Linked DNA regions of Mus musculus: region 1 is linked to region 2. A link is a contact called in public HiChIP or PLAC-seq data. All regions are on one chromosome and are shown on one strand. The core of a region is the stretch at or near the end of the contact, and the rest is flanking DNA. Distances in the headings are between cores, read along the strand shown. Region 1 overlaps Dhx32 (DEAH (Asp-Glu-Ala-His) box polypeptide 32). Region 2 holds the start of Abraxas2 (BRISC complex subunit).

Region 1 (7,007 bases), core at 2,021-4,520, 870 kb after region 2:
ATGAAGTACCCAGAGAGCAGCGCTTTCTTGATGTTCAACCCGTTTTCCTTGGAGCCAAAGGCAGGCTCTGCATAGGGAAGCTCGATCCGCTTGATGATCTCTAAGAGTTCTGCTCGGATAACGTCTGCCATCCTGAGAGCAGAGCAGCTGAGGAAGCAATCGTGACACCACATCTCCACACAGTCTAGAGGGAGAACAAAGGCCACTCAGATGGTGTGTTAGACTTCTCTAAGCTCTATGGAAGGCCATGGGAGTGAGTGGTAGGAAGGTGGCTAGGATTAGGTTCACTGGGGCTGTGGGATCCGCCACACCCATAGCTGCTGCTGAGGGTATGTGAGCTCACCATACTAGACAGTGTGTCAGTGTGAGAAGCACACTGCTGTCGCCTGTGCCTGTGGAGGCACCGGAGACTGCATCAGCATGCACACTTCCTTCTCTGAACAGCAAGGATGTATAGAGCTAGAGACCCAGAGCTGAAGGGAAGCTGTTAGCATCTATTCCTCGGATCATCCCATACTTCATTTAGTAAGGACCTGCCAGGCTGACCTGGGAGTTCATTATGTCAAACACTGGCTCCTTTACCCTAGGTACAACTTTGTTTTAAATTCAAATGTGCTAGTCTGATTCAGTTTGAAGGTACTTTCTTGGCACCTGTAACTGTGTCTTGACTGAAGAATGTGGATAGCCTTGGCCCAGTGGACATCAGACCCTCATCTATCCTGTCCTGTCCACATGTCCCACTCAGAGTAACAGAAGTCCACACTTGGTCTGATGCCATCACGCAGCCTGCTGCTCAAAAGCTGATCCATCACCTTTCCCTCCAGTCCACGTGGAAACACTGCATCCCTGCTCTTGACATGAGCCTTGCAATCTGATCTCAGTTCTTCTACATCATTGCAAACATCATTCACACCTCATCTTCTGGAGCACAGGAAGTGAGGCTGCTCTGTGGGAAGCGGAGGAGCCTCCTTTGGGGAAGCCGGCTGGTCCACTGCTAACCCCAGCTATCTGTCCCCTGCCCTGGCAGCTTCCCCAGCAGTGGGCCCTCACCTGGGGCATTACAGTAGCCACTGCAATTCAGGTGCACCCGTCTCTGTGCTTCAGGCGTGCTGCTTCTGAAAGCTGGCTGACCAGAGTACTAAAGCTCCCCAAATCCAGACCTGTGCCGTGACATGCTAGGCCTCTGGGTGGATGGCAGTGGCCTGTGGTATATTTAGGGACCCAGTGCCATTCTGTTTAAGTGGCTGGTGGGACTATCAGAGAAGGGAGGCTAGTAAATAATTCAAGTATTTGCGCCTCCTCTGGGGAAGGGGAAGGGACTGGGGAGGTGGTTTTGGGGAACATGGTCACATACGTTCATTGGCAGAGTTCAGAACTGTATCTTGGTAGGCATTGTAGACATTGATGAGCGTAAAGTGATCACCTTCAGGGTGCAAGAACGTTTTCCAGCAAGTCACTGCAGCCTCCTCAGCACCATGAGGCACGTGCAAAAAGCAACTGGGAGCTTTAAGATGCAAGAAGTCACAGTCAGCAACATGGAGGACAATCCTGGCCTGATGGTGTGCCAAGGGGCAGGACCCCCGTCTGTAAACCCACTCTTGCCTTGGATCTCTGGATCAATGTGCTGTTCTTAATATTTTTGTTGGCTTGGAAGCCAAGAAATGAAAAGTGAGTGGTCTTAGTGCTTTGTCCTTTTTGTGCACGTTGTTTTGCCAATAGCAGTTAGCACTCTGCTCATATTCTTGTAGAAGCATTGTGTCCAAATGTCAAGGGGCCCAGAGGGTCAGACACAGGCTCAGGACTATGTTCAGATGTAGCACAGCATTTAGTCCATGCTGCTGTCAAGGAATGTATGAAAATAATAGGAGCCGGTATAAAATAACGAAGCTGGCAGGAAACACAGGCCGCCCAGCTGTCTGGGAAACACCGCCTGTGGCTACTGCTTGTTGCCTGTTTTGAGCTACACGCGTCCTTTTGGCAAAAACCCAAGCCCACGCCTTTTGGCCTTTTCTGTTTTTGCATTAATTAAGGTAATTGTAAAGGTTTCCCCTTCTCAGTCTATTAAAACACTTTACTATCCCCTTACATCTAGACTCCATTTGAATCTGTACGTGCTGTGGATTCACAGTACCTAGAGAGAAAGGTCTTTAAGGAATACCTGTTACCATGGCAGCGATGGTTAGCATTTCGTCTACACAGTCAAATTCACAGGATGCTAAGATAGACTTTGAGAGCTGTGGATCCAGAGGAAACTCAGACATGATGATTCCAAACTCAGAGAGATTCCCATCGTTGTCCAGGGCTGCCAGGTAATCTAAATCTTCCAGTGCCTGCATCAGGCTTTCTGGAGCTAGGAAAGAGGAAAAAAGTGAATTTTACACAACTGAGGGGGCAGCACGTAGTGACTTTTCATTTTTGCATAAAACAAACAACCAATGAACAGAATCGGTAAAGCAAGAATTGGTCAGACACTAAGCCCGTAGCTTCTGAGGCTGACAGGGTACACCTTATGGCTATCTAGACAAGGACCCTGAAACCGTGGCAGGCTCCTCAGAGGACAGCCACGGACTCACTGCATTTTGCTGCAGTTCTGAGGGGTCAAAGTTGAGGATCTAGGGATCCGAGATCTCTCCTGACCAGGCAGCCATGTTCCAGTCGCTGTGACTTGGAACACGTGGTACTCAAACAACATCTGGAGCAGAGCCTGCTCTCACCAACGGGCCAGCCAGCTCGGCAGCTGCTGCAGGCACAGAACGCTGAACTATGGAAGCAGCTCTTGCACAAGCCTACAAAGCTAGCCTGAGTATACTTAAGGGAAGACATAATATTTGTTGCTCAATAAGGCAAAACATACATGGTCTAGAATCTAGTAAACTGAGGTCCGACAAGGAGAACGAGAGCTAAGACAGAGTGGCCTAGAAGTCACAAGAAAAGCAGAAACACCAGACACAAACACACAAGGTTACTGCAAACAGACAAACCTATCCCATCTCTCATTTCTTAGATAACATGGGCACTCCTACAGTGTGTATTAATTTCCACATCTGCTCAATTTCCACAAAGAAGTCTACTTACTCTCTGTCCTTCTGGGACCAAGTTCTATTAAATACACTGTTTCACCTGTCTGCCACCTGGTATTCCTATAAAGGCTACACCAACTCCTACTGTGCTGAAAACCTGAAAACTGCCTTTTGTCAGTCTCAGTCCTGGAATGTGTGTGGTGTTCGGGAGGCAACACCTATAGGCCTAACCCAGAAGCAACTGAATCTGCCTGTCCCTGAGTTTTAAGTGGCTGACGAGAAAACAATGACTCACTTGCTATCTTTACACTTTGACCACCAAAGGTAACGGTCAGAATTCAAGGCACACCGAGAAACTGCAGCCTCCTCACAAGCTCTAATGTGATCCCATTCCCACTATGGTCGGGAAGCCAAGAAAGCTTTTAGAAACCACAAGTGTGGTCTGGGGTACGGCAGGGAGAGCAGAGCATCTGAGGTGAGAGACTAGGAACAGAGAGGGTGGGGAGGAGCCTGCTGAGACTAACACTCGGGGGAGACAGTGAAATCATTCACCTATTGCCTGTGATCGTCCCCCATCAACATTTACCAAGTGGAATGCTTTCTTTATCGTTCTCCCTGGGCACGTTGGGCTTGACCTTACTGGTAAACACACAGCCTTGAGTCTGCAGTTCCAGGAAAGGAACTAACAGGCTACTTAGTAGTCCCAGAGTTCCATCAGGGATCTGTGGGACCTGAAAGGGGGCTTCGGATGTGCCAGAGAAGGTGCAGGGGCGGCTGCAGGAAGGAGCATGGCTGTGCTGAAACAGCGAGGGACTGGGAGCACTAGCTGGCATTATACAATTTCATGTCATTGTATTTATATTATCCTATAGGAAACAGGTTTCAAATACAGCTACCCTCGGGAATGTTACAGAACCCTATGCCTCTGCTTGTCTGGGATGGGTAAGTACTTCCAGGTACAGAACAAGACAGGAAGTCTTTGGTAAGCAGGCCTCAAAAGCCATAGTCAGGCCTTCCTCAGCATGCTCCTCCTCAGCTTGTATTACCAGCCAGGGTGAAAGATTAGGGCTCCTCGGTCACTAGACATGGGAAGGGCTGAGAGGGGACTCTCCAACCACGAGAGGGACACTGATAGAAGTCATGCCACGAGCCTGGCTCTCAGATGATGGCTGTGGCAGACTTTCAGACGCTCAGGAGTAAGGGTGACAGCTCAGCTGAGCTTTGCTGGGCCCTGAGACCTCGCCCATACCAGCTTGGCTCCTGCCTGTGGCACAGCAGAAAGTACAAGTGGAACACAGACAGCCATAGGCCTCCCTCAAACCTTTTTGCCAAGCAAGCCACATCAGTACCGGGACTAGTTAGGTCTCAGAGAGAACCGGGTCAGAAAGGGGCTGAGTTTGTCTCCACACAAGGCCTGCTCACACTATGCTAAAGAAGACTGCTGGCCTTCCTCAAGACACAGCTGTCAGTGTCCCCAGGATAAGGCACTGTGACTGCTAGCTCTTTTTTTTTTTTTAACTTTTTATTAGGTATTTTCCTCATTTACATTTCCAATGCTATCCCAAAAGTCCCCCATACCCTCCCACCCACTCCCCTACCCACCCACTCCCACTTTTTGGCCCTGACGTTCCCCTGTACTGGGGCATATAAAGTTTGCAAGTCCAATGGGCCTCTCTTTCCAATGATGGTTGACTAGGCCATCTTCTGATATATATGCAGCTAGAGTCAAGAGCTCCGGGGTACTGGTTAGTTCATAATGTTGTTCCACCTATAGGGTTGCAGATCCCTTTAGCTCCTTGGCTACTTTCTCTAGCTCCTCCATTGGGGGCCCTGTGATCCATCCAATAGCTGACTGTGAGCATCCACTTCTGTGTTTGCTAGGCCCCGGGACTGCTAGCTCTTAACACACAATGATACCCTTGAAAGATGTTCTTTGCAGTGTAACTAGAAGTCTCCCCACTCCACAGCATCTAAGACCAAGCTTCAAACAAGGCTTAGCACTGCAGTGAGATAGCATAGCATTGGCTTTACCAAAACCACCAGGGGAAAAAACAAAACAGGCCAGAACAATGCATGGGGCTGGAGCAATAGCTTAATGGCTAAGAGCACTGGCTCCTCTTCTAGAGAACCCTGGTTCAATTCCCAGTACCTCCATGGTGGCTCACACCATCTGTAACTACAACCCTGATCCTCCTGTGGACCGTGTACTTAGTGTACAGACCTACAGGAACCCTGATCCTCCTCTGGACTGTGTACTTAGTGTACAGACCTACATGAAGGCAAAACATCCACACACATAAAAAAATTAATAAATAATAAAATTAGTATTTATAAATGTACAAGCTTAAAATGGAAGAGCCTGGCTCTGATGAGGACGGGGGGGGGGGGGAGGGGGAGTGTTGCGGGTGGAGTGGGGAAGAGGGGAACAGCTTCTAAGACAGTGTCACAGGCCACACTTCCTAGTACCTGGTGTGTACAGGACCTTTACAAGATCCACAGCACTTCTACATTTGAATCTCTTGTCTGGCCAAGGCTGAGTGGCCAGCCAGTTGGTTCCGTATTTGTTTAATGAGCAGCACCTTTCCAGAAGCCATGCTCTGCGAGCACAGCTGACATGACTCTAAAAGAGCAAGGCCAGCAGTCTTAGTATCTAGAAACCCATCTCAGGGGCACTGTGGTGACATCTCCTCATCACTGTGATCACTGTCTGTTTGCACATTTATGGAAAGTACCGTCTTAGTCTAGGTAGGTAGCCTTGGGCAGCTAGGAGTCGCTCAGACCTGCAATGCCAAGCATTTATTGAACCCCAGTCACTTGTCTAAGGGATGAAAAAATATTAACTAGCTGACCTGAGCCCTGAGGCAGTTACTTTGATTGTGGTTATATTAAAACTATTTCTATTCTATGCCTCTAACTTCCTCCCTAATTAAGTTTTCACTATCTGTAAAATGACTTTCTAATGCTTCCAAGGTGCTCCAGTGGGTTGCGTCTTGGAAACTGTTCTTGGAATGTTCCTCTTTGTACACACACACTCACACACACACACACACACACACACACGCACACACACAAGAATGCACACATCCCTCTCTGAAGATGGTGATAAATTCTGTGTGGCCTTTGCACAAACAATGGTGTCTGTGCAGACCCAGCACTCAGACCAGAGGACGGCTCAGTGGGGAAAATGCTTGCAGCACAAGCCTGACAGCCTGAACGACACTCTGGAATCCACATGGTGGAAGAAAAGAAGGGACTCCTGCAAGTTGTATTCTGAACTTCTCAGATAAATGTAATAAAAATAGATAAACAACAACAAGATTCTAGCTATGGTCTTTGCGGGTGCAGTGGTAGAACAACTGCTTAGCTTTGGGCTGTCGGAGGTAGCATGCAGCATGCGTCCTGCCTGCAGAGAGGAGTCTCTGTCCAAAGCTCCTGATGCAGCTCTGACGACTGAGCCAAGCTAGCAGGTGGCTTTCTCTCACTCCCTAGTACAGACTGTGGCACTTTGGACCAATCTGTGTTTTCAATCCATCACAGACTTGCAGACATCCTCACAAATGCCTCTGGGAGTGTGGCTGTGATGACAGAAGCGCCAGGTTCACTAACTCAGGAGCCTTCTAGTGAAAAGTGTGCACCTGAGCCCTGATGGGGCCACTGCAGAGCTGGATTCCCCTTCTAATTGGCCTCTGCAAGGAGGAGTCTGGCCCCGCCTGCACAGTGTGTTCTCTTCAGTACCCTGTCTTTTTGCATACACCAAGCTACAAGTCCTAGTGGGTACAGTTCATTTTTCTCTTCCTTCTCTCCTTCCTTCTTTCTTTTCTTCCTTTCTCCCTCCCTCCTCCCTTTCTTCCTTCCTCCCTCCCCACCTGCTTCTGGTTTCAGACCTGGCCTCCAGTTTCTCCTAGTATCCCTCAGACCCTGCCCCAACCTTGAACTTTCCAGCCCAGGGGCTAGGCTGCCCTTCCCCAAAGGCTCTTCCCTATATAA
Region 2 (6,845 bases), core at 180-2,679:
AGCTGTAGCCAAGTCTATCAGGGTAGCAGAAGCAGGAATGCAGGGGGAGGGCATGTCGGCGTAGGATTTGGAGGCTGGCCAGGTATAATTGACACCTTATATCTAAACATTACCATGATCATTTCACTGACTGTGTTGAGGATATATTTGCAGGTCAACAGCCTCACTTCATTACCTCGACATTTTGGACTGGTTAATTCTGTTATGAGGCCTTTCCTGAGTTTACCTCCTTCCCCTGGGGTTGGCATTGGAAAATATCTCCTAGCAATGTCAAGCATCCCTTAAGGGCAAAATTGCCACCAACTGGGACTCTGAGAAGTTGTCATAACCAGGAGAGAGAAAATGGTGTTTTGGGTCAGGGTGGCAGATGTGCTGGTAGTGAATCGTAGGACTCAGTATTTTTTTGAAGATCGTTTTAGCTGATCTGATGTAGGGAACAAGAGAAAAGAAGTTGTTAAGGCTAGCTGCAAAGGTTTTTTTTTTTTTTTTAAGATTTATTTATTTATTATATGCAAGTACACTGTAGCTGTCTTCAGACACTCCAGAAGAGGGCGCTAGGTCTCGTTATGGATGGTTGTGAGCCACCATGTGGTTTCGGGGATTTGAACTCAGGACCTTCAGAAGAGCAGTCAGTGCTCTTAACCTCTGAGCCATCTCTCCAGCCCCAGCTGCAAAGGTTTTGATTTGAGTAATTGTCATAAACAGTTTTATTTGCTGAACTTGGAAAAGAAGTGAGAAGTAGCTCTGTAGGGAAATCAGGAGCCCAGCTAGGAATACTGAAGTCTTAGCAAGCTGCAGAAGAAATAGTTCCCTTTTTTTTTTTCTTTCTAAATTTGATAGTTTATTCATTGCTACTTATTTGTTTTTGTCTTCTATGATTTTTGTCAAACTTGAAGGTTTTTGTTTTTGTTGTTTGTTGAAACAAGTCTATGTAGCATTCATTGGCTGGCCTCCGACATGCAACCCTTCTGCCCTTACACGACTTATATTTGAATTGTTTTTGAGTCCAGAATCCAATCGTTTTACCAGCTCCACTACTTCTGACCATAATTCCCCTGTCACTGCACCAGGTGGGGATTATTGTAAATCTCCTTCCCTTCCATTTCTCCTACGCATTAGTCTCAACCAGGCAGGCAAAGTGGTCTGTTCAAGTTGAAATTACATCATGCTGTTCCCAAGTCAAATCTCAACCTGTTCAATTGCTGGAATCATCTCCGGCCTTCCATCCTTCAACTTCATTTGCAGAAGGGACAAACTGGATTATAACAAGGCTGTACAGACAGGCCGGTGTCTGAGGAACACACAAAACTGAAGGTGCTGGTTCTCTTTGATCTGGAATCCTTTACTTCCCTGTCCTAGCTTCGAGTAGCTTGGAGGACTTCATTTCCCAGGATGCTCAGCGGCGGGGCGTCCGGAAGGCTGTGCACCCTCCGCGGGGCATGATGGGGGAGGTGGAGATTTCCATCATGGCGGCTTCCATTTCGGGCTACACCTTCAGCGCTGTGTGTTTCCACAGCGCCAACAGCAACGCCGACCACGTAGGTGCCGGGCCCCCTGCCGTGGCCGCTGGGGCCTTCGGCTTCCTCCTCAGGCCGGCGCCTGCGGCCAAGCGACGACCGCTGGAGGCTCGGCCTTCAATCCCCGGGACAAACCGATGAGCTGGTGACCCAGGCGGCTCCCGCCCCCTTCCAGCTCCTGCACCCCGCGGGCCCTTCTCTGGCGCTCTCGGCCTCGGGCGGGTCCTGGCACAGCTGTTCTCAGTCCAAAGGACCTAAAGCGCCCGGCCCCGCCAGTGTCAGGAGTCGCCTAGCCAAAACTGGGTGCCTACCCCTCGCTGAGAATCGCGCTTCCAGACTTGAGTGCCTTGGGTCGGGATGGAGTTCAAAGGTCTGGGTTGTAATCTAGGAGAGGATCCAAGTTCTGACCCCCGGCCACACGGGTCGTCGTGTCTGTCACCGTTCATACTTATCAGATGTGGCTGTTTGGATTTTTTTTTTTTTCACCCCAGTGGAAAATGGAGAATGTGAATAGGCTCGTTAGGTGCAGAGTCTTGTTTGCACTTCCTCAAAGTTGCCTGTTTAGTTCCTCAGCGAGTGTTCTAATCCCCGGAACTTGTCTTAAGAGGGAAGTGACAGGCCCACTTATGAGCGATCAGAAATGTACAGGCCATGGAGTCCATAGGACTCTTCGGTGTCTTTATTTTACGAATTGCCTTTCAATGCCGTTGACCTCTGGAAATTATTTGTGAAATAGGTGCTTTTACAGGACATTACTCTCCCACCAATTAGCGGTTTGTGTGTGTGTTGTTGTTATTGGTGAACGATTTAAATTCATTGAATAAGAGATGGGGCTTTTTGTGGTTGTCATTATAAAAACAGTAGTTAGAAGGGAAACTGGATTTGGTTTGATGTCACTGATCTTCGATTCCATTAATAAAGACTGATTCTGAGAGGCGATTCCATGAGTATACTGAGTGGAATGAATTTACTGTTCTTTTCATCTCTGCAGTGTTGATGGCAGAGATTACTGATAGGAATATATTCAGCATTGTTCTGCTTTTTTTCCTAAAGCCAGCTCTGACCTACTAGCCTTCAGTATTGCAGCTAGCTCTTAATACTGTAAGTGGTTGTAAAGTTCCTAGCGTCCATGGACTGCAGTTACGAGTTCAGGGTGCTTATTTATTCTGTTTTAGAGAGTACCTAGGAATGTCATAGTTTGTGTATAAGACAAGATTATTATAAAGATAAGAAACTTGGACAGTATTTCTAGAAACTGCCATAGTTCCGTTTCTTCACTTGTTATTTATTCTTTGTTGTCTTGAGATAGTGTCAAGGCTGGCCCTGAACTCCTGATCACCCCCAATCCTAAGTGTGGGGATTTCAAGGGGAAGCCATTAAACCCAGCTCTAGCTTTCTAGCTATTTAATAGCAATTTCCTTAATATTTATCTCCTACTTGGCATGAGGGAAGAAATTTTATACAAGGCCAATAGTTTGAATTGTGTTTTATATGATTATACATTTTTATATTAACCTTACCACAGTTATGGGTGTGGAATACTTAAAAGTAATGTCAGGCGGGGCGTGGTGGCACACGCCTTTAATCCCAGCATTTGGGAGGCAGAGGCAGGTGGATTTATGAGTTCGAGGCCAGCCTGGTCTACAGAGTGAGTTCCAGGACAGTCAGGGCTACACAGAGAAATCCTGTCTCGAAAAACCAAAAAAAAAAAAAAAAAAAAAAAAAAAGTCAGTTTTAAAGTTGAAGAACCAAGAATTTACTTTTTAAAAGATGTGTTTGTTTGGTCTAGGAAAATTAATCTAAAGCTAAACTTATTCTGTGGAGCTAAAGTTAGCAAACATTTTTGAAAACATTTTTGAGATTATAACTACATCATTTCTTCCTTTTTCTCCCTCCAGACTCCCTTTCCCCCACACACTTATACTCCTTCTTGCTTTCTTTCAAATACATGGTCTCTTTTTTTTTTATTAATCACTATTATATGCTTATATGTATGCATATATATTCCTAAATATAACCTGCTTAGCCTGAAAAATGTTCCTCATCTGTAAGGTTCAGGACTGTGCCTTTGTTTTGGATAACCAATTGGTGTGCTCTTCCCTGGGGAAGACTCTCTCCCACTCTCGACACTCCTTAGATGCCTGGAGTTCTTTTGGTAGGGTTGAGGCCCTGTGGGCTTTTGCCTGACCACTCTGGCCTGTCTATGGGTGTCGTCCTGTTCAGCTCATATTTAGGCAGACATGTTTATGAGACTTTATGAGCATAGCTTCTGACAATCTCACAACAAACATCATGATCCTATGGCTTTTACAGTCTTTCTGCCCTCTCTTCTACTTATGTTCCCTGAGCCTTTGGTATGGGAGAGTTTTGTAAATGTATTCATTGGAACTGCGCTCCACAACTCTGCATTTGGTTATGGTTTCCTGTAATATTTCCATTTGTTGCAAAGAGATGTTTCCTTGCTGAGGAGTGAGGAGTACACGTATCTGTGAGTATAAAGACAAATGTTTAGATTGTTGTTAGGGGTCATGCTGGTTCAGTAAAGTGATGCTTGTAGCTTCTCCAAGGTCCCTGACTTCACTAGCACAAAGGAGTTGGTTAGGTATCTGGTATCAGCCATGGTTTTCTTCTTATTGAGCAGATCTTAAGTCCAACCAGAGAGCCGATGGTTATTCCTAAGTTATGTGTGCCACTACTGCAGCCTCGGAGTTAGTGTGATACGCAGGTCATTGCTGTGGTTCACAAGTGTTACAGCTGGGTAGAACTGTCAGCTGCCTCCTTCCTTTGGAAGCTTGAACGATGCCTTCTGGTACTATAAAAGCTAGTCCTCGGGGCTGGTGGGTGGATTTAGATCAGTTCCAGCTTGGGGCTCTGGGGTCCGTTTTCTGGAGTGCATGGAGTGTCTTCAGCAATAGGGACTTCTACCTCTTGGAGGCAACCAAGGACAGTAGCAATGAGACCATTCTGTTTTGGGAGGCTCTTGGACAGCCCTGGATAACAACTCAAAAGAAAGTTTTTGTTAGTGTTTTGTTTTGTTTTTTTTAACTCTTGAAGGAAAGAGACGTTTTCTGAAAAGGACCAGATAATAAAAGATAGTTACCTTCTCTCTTTTTAAAAAGTTTTGGAGCCGGGTGAAGTGGCGCATGCCTTAAATCCCGGCACTCAGGAGGCAGAGGCAGGCGAATTTCTGAGTTTGAGGCCAGCCTGGTCTACAAAGTGAGTTCCAGGACAGCCGGGGCTATACAGAGAAACCCTGTCTTGAAAAACCAAAAAAAAAAAGTTTTGGAGTCATATGTCTCTTTAATACCTCCTCAATTCTGCTATTGTAAGGACAAAACAAGTGTAGACCACGAACAAATGAGGTGCCTATTCTAATAAGAACTTATTTATAGCACTGAAATTTGAGTGCCCACTGATTTTTAACAGTTCATGAAACATCTGTTTTAATTTTTGCAACCATGTGAACATGTAGAAACCATTCTTACCTTGCAGGCTGTGTACTAACAAAGCTGGGCCTGTGGTTTGCCTCTTCCTGTTATAAATGTAATACAGTGCTCAGTGCTCTCAACCTTCCTAATGCAGTTCCTCACGTTGTGACGCCCCCAACCATACAGTTATCTTTGTTGCTCCTTCGTAACTATCTTGCTATTGTTATAAGTTGTAAATAACTGATCTGCAGGGTATCTGATATGTGACCTCTGTGAAAGTGTCATTCAACCTCCTAAAGGGCTCTCAACCCACAGACTGAGAACCACTGATGTAAGAGTTACTCAGGTAGTCCAGACCAGGGATAAATAAACATTCCTAGGTAACTTTAGAATGTTTTGATGTCATATGAGGGTTTTTTTGCTTTTTTTTTTTTTTTTTTGAGACAGGGTCTCTCTATGTGGTCCTGGCTATCCTGGAACTCCCTATATAGACCAGGCAACCAACAATCACCCACCACACCTCTCAGTGGCTGTAGCATTTATATACCTGCTGAAAAGTTCCCAGAATTCCCAACATCACACAGTTGCAGAAACTATCTGCAGCTGGCAAAACCATGCCTCTGCGAGAGCATGAGGCAAATCAGAGTTATCTGCTACCGACAGTCCGAAGCAGCCCCAATCCCCACACCTGGGGTTAAAACGAAAACACATTCTTATAATATTTCTGTGTTTTTTAAAGAAACCAAGATTCCAGAATTCTCAAAAATGTCACTACACTACCGTCCTGGACCACCAGAAACACTTAGTCGGTATTTCTAGTAGTCAGTCATCTGTGTTGAGTCTGAGGGAATTCTTGTCTTTTTTCCCTGCAGTGCTGGGAATTCAACCACTGACCCACATGGATCCCCAGCCCAAGATTTGTTTTTGCAAAGGAAATCTGTATATTAGTCAGATTTAAAGACTGCTGAGTTGGGTAATTGGGAAGTTTGGAATACTTCATCTCTTGTGGAGATGCTGGCAGTGCTGTGGGTGGAACCCAGGGCAGCCCATCTCCCAGCAAATTCTCTGCACAGCAAACATTCCCTCAAAGTCAAATACAGAAATTGAGGCCACAAAGTATCTTTCTTGCCCTCTCCACTCACAGATGTAGACTAGCAACTGGAAATGTTTTTAAACTGGGAGTGTGTGTGGCTGGTTCGATGAATGAGCAGAGAATGGAGGGTTTTGTAGAGCAGGGCCTTGTCGCAGCAGAATTTATGCAGTTAGTATCTGATGTACAGTAAGTGTTGGGTGTGCCATAAGTGCCGCAGTCCTAGCAGTAAACAAGCACAGGTGCCTGCCCCGAGCTTATTTTAGCCAGAGTAGGCACTGATGATCCTGTAAGTCTGTGACATGGCAGATGATGAGAAGACAAATGGAGGCGAGATATAGGGGACGAAGTGCCTAGCAGATGTTATTTCCTATATGTTGGTTGGGCAAAGCCTCTCAGTTAAGGTACCGTTTGAGCAAAGGGAAGGAGTAAGTCTTGGGTCATTCAGGAGAGAGATTATGAGACAGTGGGTTAGTTTGTCCTCTCTGCAGGAGGGTTATTTTGGCTTATAGGATATATCCTCACCAGCCATGCTTGTACTGAGCATGGCTGCAAGAGCTCCAACTGGTAATTTGCAAAGAATTCTATGTTGACTGCGTTAATAGGTGTTCTCCACAAGTGTAAATAAACTTTGCGTTTATTAGATGGGAGCTAGTATGTTGGCTGAAATCTTGATTTCCCATTCCAGTTTATCCTGCCATTGTCTGTATTGTTCACTATTAGTGGTGGTTTTAAAGCAATAAAGGAAGTTATATGAAGTCATAACTTCATATAAGCAACATGAAGTTATATGTGACATTATATAAGCAA

The links. HiChIP or PLAC-seq counts read pairs in DNA pulled down with a chosen protein or histone mark.
Region 1: an H3K27ac HiChIP or PLAC-seq map of extraembryonic endoderm stem cells shows a contact between it and region 2, with 7 times the contacts expected there. The contact joins the enhancer-like site here to the promoter of Abraxas2 in region 2. A contact is called at or near these places in 4 of 39 promoter capture datasets (the 3T3-L1 cell line, frontonasal cranial neural crest, hippocampal neurons and 1 more), 1 of 484 Hi-C or Micro-C datasets (CD8 T cells), 1 of 115 datasets of contacts at active chromatin or transcription factors (extraembryonic endoderm stem cells) and 1 of 9 other capture datasets (adipose tissue).

The regions. Positions count from the first base shown.
Region 1 is chr7:133,723,046-133,730,052 of GRCm38.p6, forward strand. Dhx32 (DEAH (Asp-Glu-Ala-His) box polypeptide 32) reads right to left here. Exons shown (of 12, transcript NM_133941.2): 8 at 2,159-2,350; 9 at 1,355-1,504; 10 at 1-184. Among named protein-coding and RNA genes, the nearest start is that of Bccip, 17 kb to the left of the region's middle. Within about 2 kb of position 3,271, at least 23 of the 459 cell types and tissues checked have an H3K27ac peak or open chromatin away from gene starts, as enhancers often do. A contact at or near this core is called in adipose tissue and extraembryonic endoderm stem cells, where this site is marked.
Region 2 is chr7:132,857,796-132,864,640 of GRCm38.p6, forward strand. It overlaps Abraxas2 (BRISC complex subunit), which reads left to right and starts at 1,430. Exons shown (of 9, transcript NM_198017.3): 1 at 1,430-1,538. The coding sequence starts at 1,440.